Linked DNA regions of Sus scrofa: region 1 is linked to region 2. A link is a contact called in public Hi-C data. All regions are on one chromosome and are shown on one strand. The core of a region is the stretch at or near the end of the contact, and the rest is flanking DNA. Distances in the headings are between cores, read along the strand shown.

Region 1 (4,294 bases), core at 399-2,898, 440 kb before region 2:
TGCTACGGAAAGAACGGGGAGGCGCCTCCAAAAATTAAAAGTAGAACTACCATACGACGCGGCAAGCCCACTTGTGGGTCTACAGCCACAGGAAATGACATCAGTATCCCAAAGAGATATCTGCTCTCCCGTATTTACGGTAGCATTATCTCTACGCGTGAGGGTATGGAGACGACCTAAGCGTCCGTCCGCAGGGGGTGGACAGAGAAACCGTGGTGTACACACACTGCGGATGATGATTCAGCGATAAAAAGGAGGAGATCCTGCCATTCGGGGACGACGCAGATGAACCCGGAGGACGCTATATTAAGTAAAATACGGCAGACATAGAAAGACAGACACGGAGCGATCTCACTTATGTGTAGAATCTTAACAAGTCACAGGCACGAAGGGAGCTGAGAACGGCAGCTACGGGGACTAAAGGATGAGGAGATGGGGAGATGCAGATCCAAGGGGACAACGCTTCGGTTATGCAGGACGAATAAATTCTGGAGATCGACTCTCCAGCAGAGTGGCTACAGTGACCAAGCTGTGCTGTATGCTGGAATTTGCTAACAGGGCGGGTCGTAAGTGTTCTCACACACACACACACACACACACACACACACACACGACAGCCACTAGTAAGCATATGAGGTAATGCACATCTAACTAGCTTGATTGTGGTGATCACTTCACAATGTATACGTTTACCAAAATATACACTGTATCCTGAAATATACACAATTTACGTTTGTTAATTATAGCCCCAAAATCTGAAAACAAACAAACCAACCCTAGAATTGGCCTCTTTGGGAATTGGGGTAAATTTTTTTTTGGTCTTTTGTCTTTTTAGGGTTGCACCCACAGTCTAGGGAGGTTCCCAGGCTAGGGGTCTCATTGGAGCTGTCGCTGCCAGCCTACACCCCAGCCACAGCAACACCAGATCCGAGCCGCATCTGTGAGCTACCCCACAGCTCACAGCAACGCCGGGTCCTTAACCCACTGATGGAGGCCAGGGATTGAAACCGCAACCGCATGGTTCCCAGTCGGATTCATTTCCGCTGCGCCATGATGGGAACTCCAATCGGGGTAATTTTAAACTAAATCACCCCATCTGGATGTCCGATGCCCACTCTTCTAATCAATTCTAAAATAACTTTCCTTTGTTATGGTGTAGACAGAGCTCCCTGTCAAAGGGGGCGCATCTCTTCGATAAACTGGTTGAAGTTTCCTCTACCTTGATCTTTGTAAACCTTTGCCCTGTCAAAATATACCGCAGTTGTCCGAAGGTGGGACCTCAGAGACTAATAAAAAATAGATGTAACCTAGAAAACCTCAGCCGAAGGGCTCTGTGTGCGTGTGGAAGGCTCTTTGCCTTCCCTTCCTTCCTCCCCGGTTTTGCTGGCTGACATCACACCTTGCCTGCCACTTCCTGATGCCAGTTTTGAAGCCGGGCAGCTCCGAGGTGTTTTCTTGAACAGAGGAGTTCAGAGTTGCCAGTGTCCACCTTTGAGCTGCTCCTGGCTCCCCGGGGTCTGTCTTGAAAGGATCTAAACGTGCAACCCTATGCAGAATCTGCTCTTCTGGGCTCCTGTCTCGCCTCCTTGCAGAGAAAGCAGAGGATGAAAGCAGGAGGGAGGGGGTGTGTATTTATGACCTGCTGTCTGGGGTCTTTGTCCCGCCTGAGAACTTGGCACTGGCCGCTTCAGCAGACTCGACCCAGGATCCTCGGGGCTCTGGAGTGGGTGACGGGGACTCCAAGCTCCGTGAAGAGCTGCTGACCAGGGCTGAGCCGTGTGGGCGCTGGCAGGAGGGGGAGGTGGGCCGGCCCGGACACGGCCTGCTGACTCACCCTCTGACCTCGGCAAAGCCTCCCTGGCTTCTCCACCTCCTATGTCCGGCTGAAAATGAGCTGGACTGGACTGCGTGCAGAGTTACACAGATCTGGACTGCCGCGGGGAGGGAATGTTCTCGGCCCTCCGAGGCTGAATACAGGGTAGGTGGGCGTGGACCAAAGCCCGTGACACAGACGGGGCTGCCATGCCGGGACGTAAAGCCCTGACGGGTCATCATGACGAGGTCAGGAGAGCTTCGAGATCCAAATGACAGAGCCAGCGTGGCGGGGGTGGGGGTGGAGGCAGAGCAGGGGGAGGGGGCAAACCCCTCCTGCACCTCCAGGCCAGAGGATGCTGGGGGTTTAGGATAACGATGATGAGAGCCCTTGGTGGCAGAGCGGCAGGGAGTAGCGCAGGCATTGCTGACGGTTCCTGGGGAGAGACGCCAGCCAGGAGATGCTGCATTTTGGCCCCAGGCCAGCACAGGGTGTGAGTCTTGCCCTGTCCCAAGTGTGCGATCTGGGCAAGTTGGTCCACCCAGTCTCTAGGCCCCCGGCTCCTCGGGGGTCAAAGGTGCAGAGGGTTTTTGTCATCACCATGAGCACGTGTCCCCTGTGCCTGGCACACGTCAGGCGGCCCCACGGTAGCTGCTGAGAAGGACGGATCTGCTTGTTACACACACCGTTTCCATCGATGGGGCCTCATGTGGACTAGGCGCTATGGAAGCGTTTTCTATCTTTGCTGCGCCTGCCTTACGGTCGTAGGTACCCCTGAATCTGGCACAGTTCCTCGCTCTTTCCATTTCTCTTGAGTTTCTGCAGCCTGTTGCCCACCTGCCACTCTCCCTCTCCCCAGCATCCCTCTGCCCCCGTCTCCGGCCACTCGAGATCCTTCTTCCTGTCTCAGGTATCCTCTTAAAAGCTTTACCTGAGGCTCAGGTGCACGCTGGTTTCTGGTCTCTGCTCTCACAGCCTTTGGGTCCTCCCGGGGCCGTATCACCTGCCCTGTGAGCCTTTTGAAGCCAGAATGATGGTTATCTCCCCACCTCCTTCATCTCCTGCAGTGCACACAGCAGGTGCTCAATAAATGCTTATTCAAGGAACGTGACTGAACGAACACTGATTCCTTGCCTTTTTTCTTTCCTTTTTTTCCCTTTCCCCCTCCCTTTTTTTCTTTTTTTCTTATTTTCTTCTTCTTTTTTAAGGGCCGCACCTGCAGCATATGGAAGTTCCCAGGCTAGGGGTCAAGTTGGAGCTGCAGCTGAGGCCTACGCCACAGCCATGGCAACACTGGGTCTGAGCCGCGTCTGCCACCTCCACCACAGCTTGCGGCGATGCTGGATCCTTAACCCACTGAACAAGGCCAGGGATTGAACCCACATCCTCACAGAAACAACCTCGGATTCTTCACCTGTTGAGCCATAATGGGAACTCTCTCACCTCATTTTTTGAAGTTCCAAGGCACACAGAAGGTCCTGCCAAGTGTCCCAGAAAATATGCCTTTGAAAGGGGCAGGGTGGCTGGCTGCGGTGTTGCAATAAGGCAGCTCTTACACTCACTCGTCCAACGGGCCCCTCCCTCGGTTCCCAGGGTGGTTATCTTGCTCGACCATTAGCCTATGTCCTCCGGAGCTGGAACTGGGTGGAAGCAGGGTGGAGAGATGTGCGGGTCCTCGAACCCAGGTGGAACTTGGCAAATCTTGCTGGGGTGGAATTCTGGATAAACACAGGGAAGCCATGAAATCCTGGGTGCACCAAAGTGTCCTGTCTGTGCTCCGAATCTGGCTGCCGCTGCCGCCGAAGCGGGCCCGGTTCCAGCTTTGAGTCACTGCTGCCTCCCCAGGGCTTCGAGGCACACGGACACTCTTTTGCAATCTTTAAACATGATCACCACCCTGCCCCCATTTCTCCATGCCCACAGCTTGCTCACTCCCAGGCTCAGGTCCTGTGCAAGGTCCTGAGCACAGGGACTGGCATCTAATAAGCATTCCCTAAAAGCCAGTGGCTAATGCAATTGCCACTGCTTCCAGGATCCCTCCCTGACGCCTGCCTTTTGTTTGTGGGTCTCCCATGGGGAGTATCTCGACCTCTCTTTTGGAGCCTTCTGGAGTGTCTGGAGTGCATGAAGTAGACATCAGGTACCGTGGGTTCAAGGTGGGCTCCTGCTGTTTCCTTGTAGTGTGATCTCCGAGTTCTTTGCATGGTCTTTGAGGTTCAGTTTTCAGGGCATGTGGTGTGCCAATGAGCTCCCCGCCTTTTTTTGGCCTTCCCTGCTGCATGTGGAAGTTCCCGGGCCAGGGACTGACCTCGCCCAACAGCAGTGACAATGCTGCATCCTTAACCCACTGAGCCACCAGGGAACTCCAAAACCCCACCAGGGAACTCCAAAACCCACATTTTTCCAAAACGTGAAAAAACTTTGCCTTAAGTTGACTTAAGCTAAAAGAGAACTTGGAAGCCCATGTGACCAAAAGCTGCA
Region 2 (4,163 bases), core at 1,374-3,873:
ATATATAAAGTAGTTACATATTCACTTAGCAGCCAACCGAAATGCAGCAGCCTTAAGCTTCTCAGCAACTTTATAACGAGGGAATTGTTTTCTGGATCTTTCTCTTCTTGCTCCCTCCTGCTCTGCTGTGAGCCTTGTTTGTGACTCGTCCAGCTCCAGGGGACATGCGTGGCCACGGGGGGGGAACAGTGGTCCGGGTGAATGTTGTAGAAGGTACAATTATGTGTCTAGTCCTTTTCCAGGAAGAGCTGTTAATGATTGCCGAACCATCTCTTGTTGGTTTACAGTTTGATCAAGAAAGTAGGTAATAAAAGAATGGGGGATGGGCAGCAGACTGGGGGATGAACACCGATGGCCAGAGTCCAGAGAGCATGGAATCTCCTTTCAGGGCTTCCATGAGAAACTGGGAAATTAGAAGGAATTCAAAGGAGCTGTATTAACGGGATCACGTCCGGCCAGTCCGCCAGTAACTGACTATAAGGTCTTCCTGGAGGAGAAAAGTCAGCCACATCTGGGGATCATCTTTGCCCCCCTCCAGCTCTCCCTCTGTATCCCTCTCTCCATCAGTTCATTCATACAAACACACACGGGTGTGACTCTATCACATATTCATTCTCAGTGTAGGAATACAATGACCAGCATCACCCAACGCGATCCCAAAGCTGATGGTGTTTCCCATTAAGGGGTTTTTTTGTTGTTTGTTCTTTAAGGTAATTCATAAATAAAAGTATGATTAGGGGAGTTCTGAGGGAGAGAAGACACACACAGAAGGAGACACGCATGTGAGGCTCAATAAATGCTCTCCTGGGGAAATTACAATAGGGACGAGACCAAGGCAGAGGAGGAAGTGGGCCTGAAAAGGGGGGTGTCGATGGCGTCCCAGGACGGGCGCCCGCAGAAGGGGCCGCATGATGCTCTGAGGACCTGAGAGGGATGGGGGGGCAGGAGAGGTTGGAGGATCAAGGGTCTGAGAAGTGGCCCCACAGACCACTCTAAGGAACTGGGTTTTATTCCCATCGAAGGGGACAATCCAAAGGCCCCCCACGGGCGAGACCCTTGCTCAGAGCCACCGTTACGAGCACTGGGTGAAAGAAGGCTCCGGGAAAGCCTGGGTGTACCATCTTCATTTGCTTTAAAAAATGAGAAGACTGTCAGCAGGAAGTTTAGTCAAAGCGTGAGCACCAACCAGTCAAGCCTCCTGACTCCAGGTGTCTTTCTCCCTACACCTTATCAGCCTTCTTTTCCTGGAATCCCTATCAGCCCCTAGGACCAACCTCAATCTATGGAGGTCAAAGTAACATGCCCATGAACTTCCCTCTGAAGCCGAAGGTCACTGCATACAGCTGATAGCTTCAGAATGCTTTCTAGTAATGTCTGCAAAATAGTCTAATAGACCGAAAGGATGAGGTGACGTTCTGGACCACGCAGCGGTATCTGAAAGGAATACCACAGCGATCCCCCATCACAGAGAAGCTATGTGAAGGTGGCTGCCTGGAAGTCATCACCTCACACCCTCCATCTCGTTCTCCTGGGTTACTTCCACACAAGAACGGAGTTGGAGCCTCCAATCAGGCCCCGCACAGCCATGCTGGGCTTCCAGAGGCTACAGACCAGGGCCCAGCTCTTGCCTCACACAACTGCAGGTCCCTGGACGAGAGCTTTCCTCTCACTGGGCCGCCGTCTCCAGGTGGTGGGTTCTAAGGCCTGACAATTTCAGCATCTGAGTTTCAGAAGGAGGAGTCACCTCAAAAAAGAGGCCCTGGTCACCGCCTAACAGTGACATGCTGTCCCACTGACCCCTCAGCAGGCCATGCTTGGCCACCTCATCACAGCAAAAGGGAGAGACAAGAGGGAGAGACAGGAGGCAGCCAATTCCAGCTGCTGTGTGACCTCAGGCTGGGCTTGACTTGAGCTGACTTTGCTGGGCCTCGTTTCCCTCATCTAGCAAACGTGCGTCAACCAATGTGCCTGGCCGGACTGCTGTGGACATCAGAGAAGACGTCTGAACATGTGCTCAGACCCTGACTGACACAGATGCTCCCTAAACATCACACGCCATGCCCGCTCTTCTTTCCGCCCGTCCTTTCAAATATCCCTTCTTCCCTTCCTCCTTGGCTCCCCTCTCTTCCTTCCACCCTTCATTTTATCCTGTTTCTCTTTCCCACAGGGAGTAAACGCAATAGTTCTGGACAGGCCACCTCCACCCCCTCCTTTCTTGGGGAATCTAAGATATGAATTTCTTTGGCCAAATGCAAATGGGAATTTCAGACCCCAGGAATGATTCCAATCACTGGTGTGGCCGAGAGCTTTTTCGGGCCTTCATACCTCTGTGGATCTGCACTGATCTGATTCCACTTTGAGAGCTTTCTGGGGGTGTGGGGGTGGGGGGAGAGAGACCCCTGAGTGAGAGGTTCAGGAGTGAGGACGAGTGCCATGGAGGAGAAAAGGAGGTGAGAAGGACACAGCTTGGTCTCTGAGATCCAGCCCAGGATGGGTCGCCCGCCAAGCCTTCTCCAAACCAAAATCTGCCTCCCGTGGGGCCCAAAAGATTAAAGCTGTTATTTTGCTGCCAAGGTTGCAAGTTCAAGTACATTGAGTATGCATGTTGGGGAAACGTACTGTCGAGATAAGAGCAGCAGATTATCTTGAGAGTGTTCCACTGGCCCTGCCCTCCCTCACTTCTCCCTGAGCCCCGATCTCTCCCCGCTGGGACCCCGGCACTGCCGAGACCCAGACTCCAGCACCGCAGCCCCCACGTACCCAGCATGCAGTGCAGGGCCGTGGGGATGTCTCCTGGTCAGTGGAGCAATCAGCAACCTGATCGTCAGCTGCTCTCAGTCTCCCGCCTTCCCATAGACACCAAAAAAGGCGGAATTTAAGATTCCAGAAATCCTAAGCAGCCCCTTTTCCAGACTGGAGGAAAGCTTGCGGCAATGTGTGACAGAGTTTGGCATCGATTCTTACCAAAAAGAAATATTCAAAACTTTCTTTCTGTAAGTTTGTGAAGGAACAGAAGGTTTAGGAAATACCCAAGGTTGGCCCTGCCCAGGGAGGTAAGGGCTGGACAGTAGCCCTTTTCTACTGGGGCAGGGCCATCCTTGGGAAATGCTCCTACCTGTCTCAGGAAGGTAAAAGCCGAAAAGTCAAGAGTCAACAGGACAGTGTTCCTGAAAACACCAGTGCGTGTGCACGTGATGGAATGTTATAATCCAAGGTACTTCAGCTATCTGTACATCAAATGATTCATCCAGCTCACCCAGCAGTCCATCCACCCTCACACTGAACCTCCCATCCATTCACCCGTCCACCCATCCATTAGTCCTTCTATCCACTCATCCATCCATCCAACCACCCATCCACCCCTCTACACCTTGGTCCATTCTTCCATCTATCCACTCACCCAGCCTTCCACTGAACCCTTAGTCCTCCCACCCACTCACCCATCCTTCCATCCATCCATCCCTCTCCCCATGAGTCCTCCTTTCATCTACCTATCCATCCGTCCTTCTATCCATCCCTCACTCCCTCCATCCCACTCATCCATCCATCCACCTTCCCATCCATCCATCAATACGTCTACACAGCAACAGATACCCATCAATCACTTTAGCATTTTAGGCTCTTAGATGATACCTTGATTTTCCACAGTGAACCAGCTGGACACACTTCCTGCCACATCAAGTCCTCAGCTGAGGAGAGATATGTGGGTAAGTAAACAATCTACAGAGCAATGTGGAAAGTGCTGAGACAGGAGGAGTTCGAGGTGCAGGCAAAGAACATCCGAGTGACACAGAACTTGGGTTTGGAGTCACCAGTCACAGCCTCTCTGAAGAAACTCTTCCTGGGCATAAGAAATAACCCTGTCGAGAACCGTGGGGAGCTGGGCCGAGGAAGCAACATGCGGCTCTACCGTGTACTGAGCACCAGTTGTGAGCCAGACACCAGGCCTGGCACAACACTGATTCTTCTTTAGTCGGTTTTCACAGCAACTAGAGAAACCTGAGGCTCTAGGCAGATGAGCGGTCTGCCGAGTGCCTCACACGAATAGCCAACTTCAGAAACCACCTGGTTTTCTCCTGCTCCCATGGCCTCACTTTGTGGCTTCTTCAGGAGGTCCCCTGCCCCATGCTTCTCTCTAGGACGGTCAGGGAATTGGGAACCAC

What was found. Hi-C and Micro-C count contacts between places; a contact is called where the count stands out from the background.
Region 1: a Hi-C map of omental adipose tissue shows a contact between it and region 2, with 2.4 times the contacts expected there. The contact joins two enhancer-like sites. A contact is called at or near these places in 3 of 5 promoter capture datasets (fetal liver, fetal skeletal muscle and liver), 12 of 47 Hi-C or Micro-C datasets (alveolar macrophages, embryonic fibroblasts, fetal skeletal muscle and 7 more) and 1 of 2 datasets of contacts at active chromatin or transcription factors (skeletal muscle).

The regions. Positions count from the first base shown.
Region 1 is chr6:8,455,460-8,459,753 of Sscrofa11.1, reverse strand. No RefSeq gene overlaps it. Among named protein-coding and RNA genes, the nearest start is that of MAF, 11 kb to the left of the region's middle. Within about 2 kb of position 1,648, at least 14 of the 83 cell types and tissues checked have an H3K27ac peak or open chromatin away from gene starts, as enhancers often do. A contact at or near this core is called in omental adipose tissue, where this site is marked.
Region 2 is chr6:8,019,316-8,023,478 of Sscrofa11.1, reverse strand. The region is part of intron 3 of LOC106510465; the gene reads right to left. Among named protein-coding and RNA genes, the nearest start is that of DYNLRB2, 360 kb to the right of the region's middle. Within about 2 kb of position 2,623, at least 3 of the 83 cell types and tissues checked have an H3K27ac peak or open chromatin away from gene starts, as enhancers often do. A contact at or near this core is called in omental adipose tissue, where this site is marked.